Linked DNA regions of Gossypium hirsutum: region 2 is linked to region 1. The links are chromatin contacts, called in public Hi-C maps. All regions are on one chromosome and are shown on one strand. Each heading gives the region's core, a stretch centred on a gene start, on an enhancer-like site or on the middle of the called end of the contact. The rest is flanking DNA. Distances are from core to core; before and after follow the strand shown. Region 1 has its middle 24 kb from the start of LOC121226513. Region 2 holds the start of LOC107887044 (mitogen-activated protein kinase homolog D5).

Evidence for each region. Hi-C and Micro-C count contacts between places; a contact is called where the count stands out from the background.
Region 2: a contact with region 1 is called in a Hi-C map of petal, with 2.8 times the contacts expected there. The contact joins the promoter of LOC107887044 here to the enhancer-like site in region 1. A contact is called at or near these places in 10 of 34 Hi-C or Micro-C datasets (callus, hypocotyl, leaf and 1 more).

What each region holds. Positions count from the first base shown.
Region 1 is chrA03:36,246,565-36,253,663 of Gossypium_hirsutum_v2.1, reverse strand. It overlaps the pseudogene LOC107887043. Among protein-coding and RNA genes, the nearest start is that of LOC121226513, 24 kb to the left of the region's middle. Within about 2 kb of position 2,388, at least 5 of the 9 cell types and tissues checked have an H3K27ac peak or open chromatin away from gene starts, as enhancers often do.
Region 2 is chrA03:36,440,046-36,447,170 of Gossypium_hirsutum_v2.1, reverse strand. It overlaps LOC107887044 (mitogen-activated protein kinase homolog D5), which reads left to right and starts at 2,360. Exons shown (of 6, transcript XM_041098178.1): 1 at 2,360-2,885; 2 at 2,970-3,099; 3 at 4,074-4,211; 4 at 5,297-5,629; 5 at 5,770-5,950; 6 at 6,195-6,615. The coding sequence starts at 2,644. The coding sequence ends at 6,370.

The DNA of each region.
Region 1 (7,099 bases), core at 1,139-3,638:
GTCTTCAAAAAGCTCTGGTTCTTCTGGTATAATTTCACTTAGCCCTTCAGCAGCACGAGGGAAAATGGGTTCAATAGCTGGTGAGAAACCTAAACTACTGCTAGGGACTCCATTTGTGTACATAGATATAAATGGTGATGGTAGTCCAAAATTGATAGGATTATCAAATGTTTGTATTGTTGAATGACTAGGAAATTGTGAGCCCTGAGCTGCTGGTTTATTCTTCGAAGTCGGTCTACTAATAACATTTGCATTTGAGACGGGAGGAAGAGAAGGGGAACGAGTAAATAACTGTTGCCAAGACTTTTTGGGTGCTGCCCACAGTTGGGGTTCTGAAAGCATCTGCATTGAACAACTCAATATTTTAGCATTGTTTATTTCTACATAAAGTTCTATAATGTGTACCAAAGGCCACATAATCTTCGAGAAAACATCAGATTCTACATAAATAAAACATGCTGATTCCAGGGAAAATATGAGATATGCCCAACCAAACCAACAAGCCATGACACCAATAACTTCGGGGCTCGCATTTAGAACCAATACATGAAACTATGTGCTGGACCACACATGGGAAAAAATGACAACAATAATATGATGTTTTCATTTGAAAACAATATCAGAGAAGGAACAGGAATTAGAGTTTTACATTTATTTAATTTCTTTAGAGTTTTAGTTTTACTTATTATATTAGGTTTTTTATTTCCTTATAAACTTTAAATTAGGAATTATATTAGGACTTTCCCTTTGTAATTAACAGCCTATAAAAAGGCTGACAACATGAAATAAAGTAAGCAGTTTATTTTTATCACAAAAGTTAGTCTGGGAAGAGGGTTCAGTCAAGGACGAATCTGCCTTTTGAGTAACCATAGGTCGAAGCAAGAATTCTTTCTCGTCTAGACCTGTGACTAGATCCTACGCCAAGGCACATAACATAATACAATTATATTACTAACAAGGAAAGCTTGAAAATTTCATTTACCACTGGAATCAGCTGGCTGATGGTTGCTCTTAATACAGCCATAGTAGTACTCTACTTTGCATTTGGGATCATTTCAAAATAAATTGCCCGTATTTTCATTATCATACACAGAAAGGTAAGAATTGAACTAATTTACTAAATAATGAACTCAAATAACAGGGCCAAATAACTTACAGAGTGGTTGTTTTTAGCATTCTTATCATCTCCATCCATACTCAACTTCCCAGCTACTCGTTCAGATGGACAGAAATCCCTCCTATCGGCTGAAGTATGGGCATGGTCTACAGGATTATTAGTTTTTTTTTCTTTTGCAATAGCAGGAATATTAGTATTCTTTCCAAAGAAACTACTTCCTGTAAAAGCTTTAGAGGATGACAAAAATGTACCCCTCATACGGTCAAGGTATCTAGTTCCACCATTTCCCCGGCTAAAATTAATTGCAGGAGTACTTTTAATTACATGTCCTGTTTCTAGAGCATTGCCCTTGAGATTATCAGACCCAGACCTCAGATGTTCCCAGAAATCAATCTCACACTTCTTATCAAAGTCATGCTTCAGTTCAGTTTCCTTAACAGCTCTCTTTTCAAGCTCTTCTGCATCAGTGTGGCTCTTACTAAATGCTTTATCTTTCTCTTTATTTCTCTCTTTAGACTTATTTTCAGCTTCCCTTTTTATCTCTTTCTCCTTTGCAGATGGTGATAATTTGCTGCGATCTCTTTCAGCCTCCAGTTTTTCATCCCTCAGTCTCCTCCTTTCTTCCACCAATCTTGCAACCTCCTCTCTTTGCTTTCTCTCTTCTTGCTCCAAAAGCTCTTTTTCTAACCTAGCTTGTCTCTTTTCTTCAGCTTTTCTGCGTGCTTTTTCTCCTCTGCTCTCATGAAAGCTTGTCCCACTCTCACCCCTCTTAGTCAACATGCCCCTGTGGTCTGCATCAGATGAAGCATCATAATTCGATGAACTAACCCCAAAAATCCTTCTCAAAAGCCACCTAATGCTCAAGAAGGACGTTAACAGTCTGCATGCAAAAATAACAATTCCTGAATAAGATTTCTTCGCCAAACAATCTTCAACTCCTCCAAAGTCACCAGTGCCATTCTTCCACCAATAGCTAGGCTTCCCTCCAACAGACCCAGAGACCCAGTTGCCATTCTCTAACCAATCCTGCCCACACATCCACCCATTCTCCGACCATCCTTTTCCATTCAAGAGTTTACCACTTTTTCCAACAAGATCCTTAATGATCCCAGAATTTGAAATACCCAGACCAGGTGGACCTGGCAGGTCCAAAACAGGTCTCTTTGAAATATGGCCACAATAAGAGCACATAAACCGACCACCACCAGGTTTCTGATCCCTATATGGAGTCAGGCAGTTCCGGCACCTTCGTGTCGCAGTTTTGCGAAGCTTCTGCAATTCTATAGCCTCAAACCTCTTCCTCTCCCTAAGGCGTGCATTCCTTCTAACCCTCCAAGCAGATAGCCGGGGAATTAAAATCTCATACCAAAACAGAGTTGCCAAAAGCACAAAAACGCAAGCCAGCCTTGGGGACGTGATCTCAAATCGAAAATCAGGTGGCAATAGCTGAGAAAGAGCCCATAAACCTATGAGAGGTATAACTAACCAAGGCAGCATCGTAGCAACCCGGCGAGACCACTTCTGAATCACACACAGTATACACATTATCCTCTAACCCAAACCTATCGTTCCCGTTTTGCAAATCAATGGCTAAAAACCCTAAAATCAACCCCCCCCAATCTGGCTACCTCCTCCAAAAAGAAAAGGTTCCAACATTAAAAAACCAACCCAGGAAATCCCGTTCCAAATCGAAATATATATATGTCAAAGCAGCAATTCTTCAAGAACCCTAAGCAGCATTTACAATCGCGAATTCTTCAAAACTAGATATGAAAAAGAAAAAGAAAAAGAAAATAACTAACGTCCAATTAATATTTAAATTTTAAATACATAGATGAATACATTCAATTAAAGCCCTAGAAATGGATGTATTCGGTTTTTTCTTTTTTTTTTCTCTCTTATGTTATTTTCCCGAAAGGTTTCTTTCTAAATGCTCAGAGGCAAGCGTGAGGGATTCGCGGAACTTACAGACTCAGAGTCCATTTCGGAGCCGAATCGGGTTGGAGCGGTATGTGAAAATAGATAAGAGAGATATGTAGAAGAAAATAAGGGAACCGTATTACTGCAAACGATAATTAATTTTTAATATGCAACCTCTCTTAACCGGTTTTCTTGGGCCGCCTCTTTCTTAGACCGCTTCGTTGAAATGGCCATCTAATTTAATAAGATAAAAATCAACTGTTAGATAATTTGATAATAGAGTAAAAACTCAGATAAATATCCTCTCTGCCTTCGAAATTGTTGAAAGTTCTAGGGTACGTTTTTAAAACAAAATATTTGTTAAGGGTACTTTAATAAGTTTTTAAATTATATTATTATGTTGTGTTTTGTGTTTAATATTCTACACAGTGTTTTGAGGAAAAGGGATTTTAATGAAATGAATAGTTTTGATTACGCTGTGTTTTGTTTCAGTTGTAATTGCCTTTGCTTTCTTTCCATGTGGCAATCATTCTTTTTTGTTATAATCGACGGATAAGGGAAAGAAGGAAGGCATGTTTTTTGCTATTGAGTAAATAAATGAAAATTTTATTTTCTTTCTCTGCTCTTTCTTTATGTTTTTTGTTCTCTTGGTTTTCTTGGAAACAATCTCCTAACAAAGGTATCAGAGCAAGCCAATTCTCATGGTCGGGGATGGAATTTTCACTTGTCTACAAAAGGAGGTTACTCATCTATAGTAAGAAGTCACTGAGCTTCAATCCGAACTCTCTCAACTGGATAGTCATATTGGAGACAAATTGGATAGTCATATTAGGGATAGGTTCAAAAAACTAAAGGAGGATTTTCGGGGTAAGTTGAAGGTTGAGCTTCAAGGTCAACTTCATGGTATATTTAAGCAATATTTGGGAAAACTTTTACTGTCTGACAAGGGGAAAGGAGTGTTGAGCGGGCCTCCACCAAGATTTCCTCTTAAGGATTCCCTGTTCCCATTCCAAAAGTCCGATGTTGTCAAGGTCAATACTAAACCCCCTAAATTGGATTGCCCTCGTTTTGACGGTACAAAATTTAGAGGTTGGTAGGCAAAACTAGAATAGTACTTTTCGGCTGAGGAGATTTTGGTGAATGCTAGAGTAAGGATGGTCATGTTGTATCTAGAGGGAAGGGCTCTCGATTGACATCATTTTTATGCTCAAAGGCAAAGGGGTTCCACATGTTGAATTGGAGTCATATGCGCAAAAACCCAAGGACAAGTTTGGATATCAAACTTTCCAGGATCCTATGAAAGAATTACTCTCCCTTAAACATACAGGTTCGATCAATCAATACTATAATTCTTTCATTAGTTTGTTAAATTAGTTGCAGTTACCTAAACAATACGCTATCAGTATATTCATCAGTAATTTGAAAGCTGATGTGGGGCAATACCTAGAGCTTTTAAAACCTACCACCCTGATGGAAGGGTTTTTGATTGCTAGATAGGTGGAAGCCATCCTCAATGGCTCATCCAAACGAGAGTTGTTGGTGGGGTGGGGTGCTCATTATAATATATGAATTTATGTCTGTAAAAGTTTCGTAGGAAAATTTGATCATTTGTGTGCTTAATCTGATAAAAGGACCTAATCGTATAAAATGTAAAAATGGCTTGCTATCTGTTAAAAGTGTCTTTTTGATATGGCGTATTGATTATGAGTTCCTTATGTTGTTAATATGCCATTTATATTGAAAGTGGACTAAAATGGCCTTATATGTTAATGTTTTAAATGTTTATTAATCATGGGCAAAACAATAATTGTTGCATAATTAAGTATTTAATAAAAGAAAACATGAAAGTGGTGTTATATTCATCCTTGTTCAGCCAAAAATAGAAGAAAATAATAGGGTCTTGAGCTTTGAATGTTTGACCATGATAAAGCTTGATTAAAGGTTCATTTTTGTTCGGTTTTTGATAATTTCTACGTTTTTGTGATCGTTGCTTAGTATATTATCAAGCACATGTCTTAATTTCTTATTTTGATGGTGATTTTGAGTTATGCCATTGTTGATTTTGTAAGCTTTGTGAAGGTAGTTGATGGAAAATGAAAGATATGTTTTAGGTTAGTTTATTTTGTCTTTGAATTTTTGATGAATTTGAGTAAAATGGGCTAAATTGTGAAAATGAGTTTTTGAGGGACTAAAATGTGAAATAAATGAAACATATGGGCTTATATGAATGCTATAAGAATTCGGCCTAACATGGGTATAAGTAAATTTTGTGTATTTTGTGATTTTGTGAAATAGGGACTAAATTGTCAAAATGTAAAAATATGAGGGCTAATTTGTAAAATGCCCAAAATGTGTGTTTGTGGATTGATTTAATGATTTGTTTAATAAAAAGGTTAAATTTGAATTTATATAGATCAAGAACAAAGAAAATAGAATTAGATCTTGAAAAGTCGAAAGTCGTCGAGTAGCCGATTCCGTCTATCCGAATCCGTACGAGGTAAGTCGATATACAAAGAAATGTATTTTGAATTGAATTATTATTGATTATATGTTTTTGAAAAATTTTGAATGATTATATGTGTTGAGAATGAGATATCCGAGAAAGTATCGACAAAGTTCCGACGTCTGAAAAGCCCCGTATGAACCTTAGGAATAGTTAGAATACATATGTCATGACATAGGATCCGATATGTGTTATCGTGTAAGACCACGTCTGGGACGTTGGCATCGACTTATGATTTACGTGTAAGACCACGTCTGGGACGTTGGCATCGTATTTGATTTCGTGTAAAACTCTGTCTAAGATAGTGTGACAGCCCTAATGTGACCCTAGTCGGAAAGTGGTTTCGGGACCACAAAACCGAGTCATAAAAATAATTAACCGTCATATTTGATGCTTATTATATGTGAATATGAATGTGTGGAAGTTTCATACTTTAATTTGGTCAGTATATGTGAAATTTATTAGTAGGGACTTATGTGAGACAATTTAGAAATGTGCTAGGCAAATGCTAAAGTGGCCTATTAATGTATGTGGGAAAGTGCTTGTACTTGCATGTCAAATTAGCCAAACTATAGGTAGTGGCCGGCCATGCTACAAATTATATAATCAAATGTGAATTTTCTATTAACTTTAATTAGGTAGATGCCATATTAGTATGGATGATGTAATAAAATAAAGAAATGATAATTAAAGGAAGAAAATGGGTGAAAGAAACAAAGTCTTCATCCATGTTTCTTCCTAGCCGATTCTAAAAGAAAGAAAAGAACAAGAGCATTCGGTGATCTTGAACTCAAAATAAGGTGAGTAGTTCATGCTAATTCTTGAAATTTTAGTATATTTTGAGCTAGTTCTTAAGTTCTTTGCTTAACCCATGACCAAAATTTGAAATGGTGTGGTGTCTTGAGCATTCGGTTTTAGTTATTAAAGGATGAGATTGGGTTATAGTCTTTATGTTTTATGAAGAATTGTTGAAGAGAAAATGTTCAAGAAATGGTTGTTGTTCATGTTATTTGGATGAAAAAGAAAATGGTAGTTAGGTGAAGTAGAGTCTAACAAAGGAGCACATATGTGCATTAGTTGCTAAATGGAGAAAAATCGGCTAACAAGTTGTGTACTAAGGCCGAATATGATTTTGGATATTATTGGGTAATGTATGTGTTCTGAATTGATGGAATGGAGAGGATGCTTTAATTGTGTTATGAACAATTACATGTTAAATTAAGGTTTGCTAAGCTAGCTATTAAGGTGAAATGCAAATGTTAGTATTTGATTTGGTAATAATCTGCTTGGGGACAGCAGCAGTAAGGTGATTTTGGAAAATCGCCATAATTTGTAGGAGTTGAGTTAGATGCTGAATAAATTATGTCATTAAAGCTGTAAGAGTCTAGTTTCTTACAAAAGAAACTATAAAAACAAAAGAGTTACCGATCTTGAGATATTTGAAGTATTGTGGGGTTGAGTCAAAATGACTACTAGATTCCCTGTTCTGTTTTTATAAAATCAGTATAAATTGTACAAAAATGGCCCTAAGATAAAATTTATATGCTTAGACTCCTTAA
Region 2 (7,125 bases), core at 1,111-3,610, 190 kb before region 1:
TGTTATACCAAAAAGGGGGAGATTGTTGAACTAGCTTTATTTGGAATAACAAACGAAAACATCTTTAAATAAAAAAAATTTGAACAAAGAATTCAAAGCATGAATAATATTTCAAAACTTCCAAACATCTTAGAAATACTTTAAACACTTAGAATATTTTTTGACAAAGTTCTGAAAATGAATTTAAACTCTTCAACTTAATTACAACGATTTCAAATCAGTTTTAAAGCTGTTCCCTACAAAAAGTATCGGTGTTTTCCAAAATGTGTCGATAGTTGTACAAATTTATCGATACCTTAATTTTTATTGATACCAAGTCTACTATATGTTTTGAATACAAAATTGAACACAAACAATACGTATCGATACCTTGAAAATTATATCGATACCTGTTGAATTTTATCAATACCTAAACTTTATATCGATATCGTTTTTGCATTCTGTTTTTAATAATCTGTCAAAAATGTCAACAAGTATCGACACCTTTTACTGGGTATCGATAAATTATTTTTGGTATTGTTGGAAACTGACCTTAACAATCACTGAATCATGCATTAAATGTCTCTAGTATTGATACTCATACAAAAAGTATTGACACTTTATGTTGCAAGTGAATTTTGATGACCTGGTATTTTCATCCCCAACAACTCTATTTATTTTCTCAACAACCACAATGGCTGGAAATGAATTAGAGGGTATAAATACCAACTTCTAAAGGTCCTAAAACAACAAGAAAGAATATTCAAGCTTAAAGATAAATCAAAACAACCTTTGTGCCATATATTTCCATATTTTTCTTTCAAACACTTTTGAGCCTTATTTCCATTCTTTTGCTCAAGCATTTTTCATTGTAATTGAGCTTAATTTGCAAACACATCAATCTTGTAAATATTAGTTTCTTTGTTTGCTTCCTTGTATCTCTTTGAGAGGAGTTATGTCTTAAGATTTGGGTAGAAATCTTGAAGGAGTTGTAAGGTTAAACCTTGTCCTCAAAGGTAGAACAAATTAATGAAGTTGAGAAAATCCTTATTTGTGGAAAGCTAAGGAAGTGGAGTAGGTAATTAGGGTTAAACCACTCTATATCGTTGTGTTCATCTTTCTATCTTTTCTCTCTAGCTTTCCTAAATTTTTAAAAATCCAAGTCACCCCTCTTGGCAGTTTCGGTTTGACCAATCGAGCTAACAACTTGATATGATCAAAAGCTAAATTCAATAAGTGATTGGTTGTTTGGATTATTGTTGATGAGATTGTTGCGTAATTTTGGTATTTATGCATTATATAATTGATTAGTTCAACTTGATAACCTATACTTGACAAACCTAAGTAAAAACTTAGATAGATAAGATCAACAAGAGATTCTATTGGGTAAAATAGAATTAGTTGAGCCAAACGTCTAAAACTGATAGGTGCGACATTTACTCGAGTGAGATTGAGAGGAGATCTCAAGGGCTTTCTTTTTAGCTTATTGAAACTGAGAGGATATGTCATTTAAAGGGAGGACATAACATTAATAGCAATTCATTCCAAGACCATTAACAATAGAAAGAGCAACCAATCACTAATTGGATCTCATGAGAAGTCTTCAATTAAAGTAAATAATAGTTTTAGTTCTTGAGTGACAAAATTTAGTAATCTAGTTAGTTGTAATTCATTGCTTACTATGGATCACTTCAATAACTTGAATTTCTATCAGATCAGTAGACCTTTGTATAGCATAGAAAATCTTTAGTCTATTTATCAACATCCATTCTCCTTTGGGTACGATCCAATTACAAGACACTTGACCACTAGAAGCTCCATTAGCAATGTTACATCTTCTAGCCTTGTTGTCTCTTCACCACATAAGAGACAAAACATATGGGTCTCTAGTTTCCATTGTTCAATAAGAATTGATAGGAATAACAAAATGTAAGTAAATCTCTCAATTTATCTTCCGTGGAAGAAAGCATAAGCTTTTAAGGAATAACAAAATGTAAGAAAAACTTGAAAGCGTTGCTATGCACCTTGAACTCGACAACAACAAGTGTTGAGGTAAAAAAAATGCATTAGGGAAAAAACTATCCCATTCACTTATATTAATAAATATTATAAAAGTTTATATTAAAGAACCAAAAAAACTAACTTTCAATAAATTATTTTTAAGGATAAATAACATTTTGTCCCTAAATTTGGCAAAAATTTTCCATTTTTGGTATGTGATTATATAATAGTTTGATATTATGCCAAATTATTGTCTAAAAGAGTCATTCTTTTATAAGAATATTACTAAAATTAGAAAAATTATCAAATTCAGAAAATAATGTGAAAAAAAAAAAGGAGATTAGAACCAAAATGGGAAAACTTGCATAGTTTAGGGGCTAAATGTCTTATGCTTTATTTTTATTTTTTAATATCAATTAACGATTTATTACTTCCATTATTGCAATAATTATCCTTAAATAAACACTTTAAAATCAAACCGCATGAATCAATTTTTAAGAACAATTACCGAACACGGCAGCACCAGTTTCGTATTGCAGAAAAAAAATTAAAATAGAGAAAACAGCACAGATCTATTAACCAATAAAATCCTACGCATCCTTCCAGTACACCCACTCACCCTAATTTCTTTTTAGATTCTTTTTTCCAGGAAATAAGGTAAGAATGGAAGGCGGAGGACCACCACAGGCGGCGGACACCGAGATGGCAGAAGCAGCCCAGCAACAGCCACAACACCACCAGCAACGTCCGCCTCAGGTGGCCGCTGGCCTGGAAAATATTCCGGCCACTCTAAGCCACGGCGGTAGGTTTATTCAGTATAACATCTTTGGTAACATTTTCGAGGTCACTGCTAAATATAAACCACCTATTATGCCTATCGGTAAAGGCGCTTACGGCATCGTTTGGTAACCGCTCTTCTTCTGCTTCTTCTACTTCTTTTGATTATTTGATTGATTATTGTTAATTTTGTTTAATTTAATTTATCTTAGTTCCGCATTGAATTCCGAGACAAATGAACACGTTGCGTTAAAGAAGATAGCGAACGCATTTGATAACAAGATTGATGCGAAGAGAACTCTTCGTGAGATCAAGCTGCTTCGTCACATGGATCATGAAAACGTCAGTGAGTGGAATTTTTTGGGGGGTTCTTTTAAATTGATTTTGATTCATTTCATTTGTCATTGATTCCTTTATGTGTTTTGGTTTTAGGTTCTGTTTTGCTGTTCTAATGTTCTTTATGGCTAATATTACTCCAACTCGTTGTAATAGGATCACAACCCCCATTTGATTCTTGGCTTCTAAGTATTAGATATGTGTTCGACTTATATAGGTACCTCAGAGGAAAATTAGAGGAATAGAGCTGTGGCAACATAGGAGTATTCAACTCACTCACCAATCATTGAATAAACCTTTGCTCGATATGAGTTTAGTTCTTAGGATCTCGATGATTACTGGCTTACCTACTTGTTCATTTTCCTGGAATATCCAATCACGGGCATAAATAATTATTTTTCTATAATTGCTAAAAACATGGGATGTTTGACGTGTATTATTATTAATGAGTAAAGACTAGAGATTTTTCTCCTAAGTGTTAGTTTTTATGCTTTCGTACAGCATTTAGGAACTTTCCTTGAGTGAAGAATAGAAAGTAAGATATTTTCTATGTAAGGTAAACCCTGGAAGTTATTATTTTTCTTTCTCAGATGAGATGTTGGATCATATTTATGCTAGTAAAAAGCCTCAAATTCCTCCACTAAAATTTCAATTCCAAGTTTTAAACAGTATTGTCCTATCCTATAGTGGTTTGCACTATTCTGATTTATAAACATTAATAATATCTATGTATAACAGTAGAAGATTTTTCTGGGTCAAATTTGGTTGTTTTGTTGTTCAGGTTGGTTAAATCTTGTCTATCACTAGTGAAAATTTGCTTAAACCATAGCTGAGAATGTAATCCCTTTACATTAATTGGTCATAACATGTTCTTTCTTTGCTCCAATTCCTTTTTCTCTGGCTGTGAGAGAGAGAACTGGGAAGAACAATATCATTTTTGTTATCATGGTGGTTTAGTCTCATTTGCACCTTTTATGCAGGTTGTTGCAATCAGGGATATAATTCCACCACCTCAAAGGGAATGCTTTAATGATGTTTATATTGCGTACGAGCTGATGGACACTGACCTGCATCAGATAATCCGTTCTAATCAAGCTTTATCTGAAGAGCATTGTCAGGTTGGAATGTAGAGATTTGGTTGCTTTTTAACATAAGAGTTACATCTTTTAAATTACTAGTTCAAGTTTTAGGGTACAGTTATTTCAGTTGGCTGCTAATTTAGATCCTTAGGTTTGCTCCCTTCAAGCCCCGTTGTTAGTTTTCTTCCTAATTAGTCTTGTTTAACTGAATTGGCAATATCAACTGCTATAGTTGCAAACATTTCCCATCTATTGCACTTGAAGAATTATGCATAGAGAAATTTCTTAGGCTTTTAAAGAACTAGTTATTTGTATTCAAGCCTCTAATTGTCAAAAGGTTGGTACCTGATGTTGGACTACATGCAAGTTACTGTTTGATCGCAAATATCCATTCTTATTTGAGGGGGAAAACAGGGGTAAATATGTGGCAAATAAGGTTTCTTTAGAAATATGCCATAGTATCAATATTGGATCAAGAAGTTCAAGGTTTTGTGCAGTTGTGTCTTCTGACCTTGATTTTAAAGTTTATTTTATGTACAACTATTGAGGGGTTAGTTTATGCTTGGATATATGGTTTTGTAGGGCTCAACTTCAAAGGAAAGGCTTCAGGTTTGATTTTAGATCTGAATGTTTGCTGAAATTTAAAAAATAAGCAAAAAGGAGATGTCATAGATTCTCCCCTGTATTTTCTTAGGTTTCAAGTTGAAGGTTTCAAGGCCCCAAAGGCTTCACACCTGGGGTAGTTGATTCATGCAATTCCAAAGAAAAGCATAAGTGCAAAAAATAAACTTAACTGTTCCTTGCATTACTGAAAATCCTATTTATACGTAGATGGGAAATTGACAAAGTAGATGCAAATGGTCATCGAGTAAAATGAACACATAACTAATAGAAACACATTTCTAACATAATTGTTATAGTATAGACAAGATTGCTTTCTTTTGTCTTTTTATTTCCAAAAATAACATTCTTAATTTTTCTTTTTCAAATAGGTCTTGTGCTTTTGTTTTCGAATGTTGTTGAAAAACAACTGAACAGTACCCAAGATAATTGTAATGCCCATATTTTAAGGTTGCTCTTTGAGCCTTAACATCAAATTAACCATCTGTCTTTGTGCTTTGCAGTATTTCCTCTATCAGATCTTACGTGGGCTGAAGTATATACACTCTGCAAATGTTCTACACAGGGACTTGAAACCTAGCAACCTTCTCCTGAATGCTAATTGTGACTTGAAAATATGTGATTTTGGACTCGCTCGTGTCACCTCTGAAAGTGATTTTATGACTGAATATGTTGTTACAAGATGGTACCGTCCACCTGAACTGTTGCTAAACTCTTCAGACTATACTGCAGCCATTGATGTATGGTCAGTGGGTTGCATTTTTATGGAATTGATGGATCGAAAGCCATTATTTCCTGGAAGAGATCATGTGCATCAGCTTCGATTACTTATGGAAGTAAGTTCTTTCCCCAACCAATATAAAATGAATCTACAATACAAACAAATAAGTTGCTGAATAGGGTGCGAAGGGAATAAATATAGTAAACTGAAAAATGCTTGTAAAATTTCGCTAGTATTGAACTCTTTGCATTGCAGCTGATTGGCACCCCATCAGAGGCTGAGTTGGAGTTTTTAAATGAGAATGCTAAGAGATATATTCGACAACTTCCTCTTTATCGTCGACAATCTTTCACTGAAAAGTTTCCAAATGTCCACCCTTTAGCTATTGATCTTGTTGAAAAGATGTTAACATTTGATCCCAGACAAAGGATTACTGGTGAGTTTGTTGCAAACTATTAGGTTTCTCTCTCTCTCTCTCTCTCTCTCTCTCTCTCTCTCTCTTATGCATTTGCCTGTTGCTGTTTGACACATCATATAGACTCAGCCTGTGTTATTACGCTTTCCCAATTTTGTCACCGTAGTTTGCTAAAATATACAAAATGGTCACAGCTCCCAATTAGGTTAGTGGCATTGTCTTCGACTTGAGTTGGAACTCATGTAACACTACCTATTCGTTTCAGTCGAGGACGCACTTGCTCATCCCTATCTAACGTCACTGCATGACATAAGTGATGAACCTGTATGCATGACCCCCTTTAGCTTCGACTTCGAGCAGCATGCATTAACCGAGGAGCAGATGAAGGAGCTGATATATCGGGAGGCACTTGCATTCAACCCAGAATATCTGCAGCAGTGATCAGTCCATATGCCATTGATTTATTGATGAGCTTTTGTCAGTGTTGGTGATCGTTTTCTTCATGTATATATACATACATATGTATGTATGTATGTATGTATTTATGTATGTATGTATGTACGTATGTATGTTCCAATCCCAGGATAGAATGGCTATTGGAATTCAGATATTTAATTATGGGCAAAATGCAGGAAACTAAAACAGTTGTATTGGTGTTTTTATGTACGGCTGTCTTGATTTCTTTCTTTCGTTGTTCTATCTGTTTCAATCGACCCGGCTTTGGACTTCTCATATATTTGCTTCTCTACCCTTGATCGTTTTCATAACCGAGTTTTGCTTCTATGGGCTTTAAATTACAGAGCATTTTATGCAGAATTTGATTTTTTGTTTTTGTTTTTATATTTATTTAGCTAAATAAATAATTATGAAAATATTACTTTTACATCGATAGATCTTTTATATTTCATTCATTTATATAATGCATGTAAAAATTGGAATTAAGAAAACAGTTTCAAATATTTGTTTTATGTAAATCAACTTTCAATCTTTCAATTCATATTAATATAGGTAATATTTTGATGGTAAAAGAAATATAATATTTTAGATCGTTATTATAGAAATACCGAATGAATTTAAAAGTTTACATGTATATTAAATACAATTATATTGATAAATTTAATAGAAATTAATAAAAAGTTTAAAAGTGGATTAGTTATATTGTAATGTTTTAGTAATTGAACCGGAGATTAAATTGG